Regions from separate parts of the Triticum aestivum genome. Here region 1 is linked to region 2. The links are chromatin contacts, called in public Hi-C maps. All regions are on one chromosome and are shown on one strand. Each heading gives the region's core, a stretch centred on a gene start, on an enhancer-like site or on the middle of the called end of the contact. The rest is flanking DNA. Distances are from core to core; before and after follow the strand shown.

The links. Hi-C and Micro-C count contacts between places; a contact is called where the count stands out from the background.
Region 1: a contact with region 2 is called in a Hi-C map of leaf, with 4 times the contacts expected there. The contact joins the promoter of LOC123130159 here to the promoter of LOC123092419 in region 2. A contact is called at or near these places in 3 of 5 Hi-C or Micro-C datasets (all in leaf) and 1 of 1 datasets of contacts at active chromatin or transcription factors (leaf).

The regions. Positions count from the first base shown.
Region 1 is chr1B:443,998,024-444,000,723 of IWGSC CS RefSeq v2.1, forward strand. It overlaps LOC123130159 (protein BONZAI 3), which reads left to right and starts at 1,388. Exons shown (of 17, transcript XM_044550132.1): 1 at 1,388-1,682. The coding sequence starts at 1,518.
Region 2 is chr1B:443,861,308-443,864,007 of IWGSC CS RefSeq v2.1, forward strand. LOC123092419 reads right to left here and starts at 1,270. Exons shown (of 1, transcript XM_044514193.1): 1 at 737-1,270. The coding sequence starts at 1,137. The coding sequence ends at 988.

The DNA of each region.
Region 1 (2,700 bases), core at 138-2,637, 140 kb after region 2:
ATTCGGTTAGCTGCACTGTCGTCTTCAGATCACTAGCACGTCCCCAAAAATTGATGTTGAGACCTGCTAGCTTGTTTTCCTCGTGGCACAACTCCAGCTCCAAAATGTTTGAATCTAGGCAAGCATGTATCAAAGAAACTGAATAAGGCGAGGCCAAATCGGTGTAGCTAACAACAACGAGCAGGATCCAAAGAGAAGTACAACTAGGAGCGGGATCCAAAGAGTAGTACAGTGTTGACGCTCGATCCCCACTGACGCTCGATCGCCATGGCAGTTGCCGTCGCTGCTGCTTACAGGCGACCCCCAACATGAGGTAGCAGGTACCTTGACAACCACCACGAAACCGCCATCCACAACGACGACGCTGACAACATCTCTCCCTGGCTCTGAGAAAAAGGGGAGAGGGCGGCGGCGCTGCTGCTGCTTCGGCCCTACGGCCGACCTGCTCGCCGCACTCCGTCGCTCCGCCGAACAGAGCGTCGGCGAGGATCTCCGTGCCCTCAGGATTCGATGCCAGCGTGGACCTCCGTGCCCGACACGGAACAGAGACGAGGAAAGGGGATCGAGAAGAGGAACGAGAGAGATGGCAGAGTGGATAAGGCGAGGAGAGAGAGAGATATGGAGTGGTCGTTTCAAACAGCGACCTGTCGTCTAGCGCGGCCGCTCGGTTCGACTAAATCGTGCACGGCCACTTTTTAGATTTTGGGAAAATGTAATTGTCCCAACACGGGCGAAACATGACCTAGGAACCCGGTTTGACGAGACGTGTGGCATTGGTGACGTGTCGCTTTGAGAAAAGAGAAACCCGCGTATCAAAAGTAAACGCTGGTTCGCGATGGTTTTCGGTGTGCGATGGGCCATTTGTACGATGGTAATAATGCACGATGGACCATTATTGACTAATACCTCTGTAAGTTTTTGATGGTCAAGAAATTCCTGATTATTACATTTTGTGCGGGGGAATTAGCGAGAATGTGCACGGCTATACGGCATTGGTTAAAAAAACGACATCGGTAATGCGGGATGATGCCCCCGTGTGCTCAGGTCGTTTCATCTGGTCAATCAATCAGCTCTCTCGTTATTCGGAACCGCGTAGTATAAGGTCCCGTTTGCTCCACGAAATATCGCGGCGATCTCAGATTTGGTTCCCGGTCCTTTCCCCCTGTCCCGCGCTGCCGCGTGAATAATAATGGCCGAAGAAATATATAGGACCTTTTTTCCTTTCGGAAATCATCAGGCAACTCACGGCAGCTCTTGGTTTCCAAAAATGGAACAGGCGCGTGGGCCACTTCGACCAGCGTCGTGCCCTCCGTGCCCCTCTCGACTCCTGTGCGTGCGTGCGCGTTGAGCGAAAACGCCTACAAATATCCATCCCTCCGCCGAGAGCCCGGAGCACGGGATTTGCGAACGAACGCGCTCTGTCTCTCCGCCTCTCAGCTCTCAAACACGTCCACTCGTTTCAAAAAAAAGTCCACCCGTTTCAAACTTCTCCGGCGGCTCCAGGGCCGAGATCAGGGATGGGAGGGTGCTTCTCCGGCGACGTCCGCGGCGGCATGGAGGCCGTCGGCGGGGGCGCGAGGGGGGCGGCGGCGGCGGTGCAGGGCCAGGGCCAGGGCGGGCCTAACGAGGCGGTCGACCACTTCTTCCAGGGCCAGGCGCTGCGCCTCTACACCCCTCTCGAGGTACGCTCGCTCGTTCCCCTCCACGGGAAACCCTAGTAGCTAGTGTCCAGTCCAGCGCTGCTCGCTAGTCGCGGAGACTTTCCCAGAATGGTATGGTTCGCGGATTCGTGGTCACCATTGGAGCAGGGTTTTTGGGGGTGGGAAGGAATTTGGGGGCCCTCGCGGATCGCGATCGGCTCTGGCGACCGGAATTTGGTGGGCTTTCGCTGTCAAGTGAGGTGGATTTCGGGTGCCATTGTTTGTTTATTTTGGTAAATGCGCTTCGCTGTCACAGCGTACAGATGTTTCGATTATTGCCACCAAAGACCAAACCTCTCGGCATTGCAATTGTCGCTTTGATTTTGGTTTGGATGATTGGATCCCAGTATCCCACATTTTTATCTGCAAGTGTGCCTCGCTTTGCGCCAATTTTTTAATGCGGGCAATTTAGGGGGCTTTTACTCAAGAGTTTGGGTTTGAGGCGGGTTTTGTGAAATTCCGTCGCTCGGCTCTGAATTGGGGTTTTTAGGTTGTTTTGGGGATAATGTGTAGTATTGCATATTTAGGTTTTGGTGCCATTTTGTCCGCTGGTCTGCGTCCACGAAGATTGTTCGGTACTATCATGTGACGTGTCCTTTGTACTCTTATAAGTTCACATCGAAGTACTTGGGAAATTCGTCTCTGTCAGAGTCAAGTCGGATGTGCGGCGCTAGCGCACCTCAAGCACTGCGTTCCCTACGTTTTGGAATTTATTTATTTATTTGCATCAACTGCATGCGTGCAATTATATTCGTTACAGTTTTTATTTACAAAATGGCATACGAGTTCTTGGTGACCTGCTTGTGCACAAATAAGATCCTGACGGAAGTGACGAAGTAATGTTTTTCAGTTTCCGCATGTGGTTTCTCAATTGGTGATCGCATATAATTTGATGGACTGGTCTCTGGAAAACATATTTTTAATATTGATTAATATTTTGGCGCTGGAGTATTTTCTGGAAGTGGATCAGGAATGATCAAAGATATTTTAGGTCGGAGTG
Region 2 (2,700 bases), core at 20-2,519:
GTGCAGGAATTCAGAAGATAGAACTGAAGTGTGAAATGGGCGTTCATGAAGAGATCGTTGCACCCAGTGAGATCTTGATGACTGAGCAGATCTTCATGGATCCCCGTTAAACTAGCAAGCAAGATTCCTGAATCTGTAGAGTGCAGACATTCCTGGAAAATTATACGAAAGGAGAAAAAATCAGAAAAAGGGGTGACATTCTGCAGGTATAGAGGCCCTTCTGGAGACTGGGGAGTTTACAGAGGTGTACTGGAGTCTGAGATTCTTCCGGGGGAAAGATCCTAGACAAACAAAGAGAGATAACCATGAGCCGCAAAGCAATACCGGCCTGGTGCTCCTGCTGCCGCTTAAGATGCACTGACAATTATCTACAGTAACTGATAAATAGAAAATCAAGCGGTTGAATGATGGTCTTCTTCAGACTGCCTAGTAGAATTTTCAGATCAGCTAAGAAGTGTAGAATCTTTGGTCTAATCTTGAACTATTTTGTAGCCCTGTTTCTGGTTAGTGCTTTCCTACTGGAACTTGCACTAAGACGTGCATCCTCTTGGAGTCACTACAGAACCACTTGATCACCAAAAAAATATCACTGAACTTTTCTGTTATTTAATTGCATCATGGATGTGCCAACAGATAGCCAATCTTCTGTGCTTTTGTGTTACGATCATATAAAAAGATCTGAAAGAGAAAACAAAACACAAACAGAGGAGAGAAAGAGAGAAGGGAGCAGGACAAGTGAAAACAACATAACAAGTCTGATGATATCTATTCCCCCCAGATGTATGTATCAGTTCATGCTACAGATGGAGATGGACAGCCGAATATGCCGATAAATATGGCTTACAGTTTCGACGAGTCCTACAATTCAGTAGTGTAGAAATTATTTCTGAACCGAAGAAAACCAGGAACCATTGCCTGGCCTGCTCCCTCCCATGAACAACCGAACCTTCCTCCCAGCAACCAGAGATCCTTGGAGACTCCTCAGCCTCAACAGCACGGGTAGATGGTGACGCAGCGCCGCTTCGGCGGCGTGCAGAGGAGCATGAACACCAAGGCGATGACGGCCGCGACGAGGAGCCCCAGGAAGCTGAAGCCCGCCTCCTCCTCCGACTCGCTGCTGCAGCACACCTTCCCCATGCTAGCCTGAGCAGAAAGGTTGCTTCCCGGTGCTGCCTACTCTGGAGATCAGTGGTGGTCAGACGAAGAGAGGCTCGCTTCCTAGCAGTGGTACGCTTCTTTGCTTCTTATACCACCACGGCCATGATCGCTGTGGTGTGGCCAGTTTGTTGAGGCATCGCTATCAGGTCTTCAATGATGCCACCCTCCTGTGCTCCCCTTCCGTCTCTGAGGACAGCTCAGCCTATGCTCGCACCCACCCAGGCCACTGACGCCGGTCATATATGGCATTGTTAGGCTGATCAACTGCCCAGATGTTGAGATACATAGTATCTGGCAAACAGATCTGGCCTTTCTTTTATGCCTGCCTTTCAGCATGGAATGTTAGATAGATGGCTGTTCAACTTTGCGCCGTCGCGGTCTCTCGCTGGTGATCTTCTGGACGCGGTCACTTGACGGCGATTCGGATGAAAATTACGGGGACAACAATACTTGATCGATGGTGATGTGTATACATGTATGAAAAGTACAGGATCAGAGGGCTGGTATTCTGATATCCTCCTGGTGAAATTCAAACAGTTGATGGCTACTTGTCCCCATATGTCCGATAGCATTGTGATGGCGAATTGGCGATGGAGAGAACGTAGCGTGCATGCTCTCGGTGTGAATGTGAAACACGTCCCCGTCTCTATCTATTTGAGGAGGTGGTAGGGATTAGGTGGTGCATGTTGCGTGTCGGTGACTAGGGTTTTCTGGGAATTTGGGGAAGAACTGAAGAAGGACCAAGCAAGTGGCATGTGCCATGTTGCCTTACAGCTTCGTCTAACACTACAAGACAAGCGAGCGTGAAGTTTCTTCCTAGACAGGATTGCTTCCTGGCTCAGCTAAGCGAAGTCCAACTTCAGCTAGACACGGTTTTGTTATCAGGAGAATAGGAGATTGACACTGTTTTCGGTGGTTTCTATCTCCGTAACGGCTATGATGCTTTAATTTGGGTATTAACCACATTTAACTTAGGTCCTGTTTTTCATTTTAAGTTTTTGATGATTTACAAATAAAATACTCCCTCCATTCCTAAATATAATTCTTTGTAGAAATTCCACTGTGGACTATATACGGAGCAAAATGAGTGAATCTACACTCTAAAATGCATTTATATACATCCGTATGTGGTCCATAGTGAAATGTCTACAAAGACTTATATTTAGGAACGGAGGGAGTAAAATTTATGCATGTAGGTATCGGACAAGAACTTGCACAATATAAAAATGCAAAGGTCCCCATCGAATATCAATAGTCCAGCCAACATCCTAGCCCATCTATTCTGGAGTACATGTTTTTCTTTAGAAAAGGAGGATGACCCCCGGTCTCTGCATCTGGGCGATGCATACGGCCACTTTATTAATTATCCTTACAAAGCCATATAACAGTAATACTAAAACTACCGTCTAAGCAACAACTGTCGCTACACCTATAGTCTGGGCCTAATACCAAACAGACATCGCAGCCAAACCTAAACATCTAAGACCTGAGGTTTCTGAAGTACATGTGAAATACTACAACTGTTGTCATGTACCAAAGTTG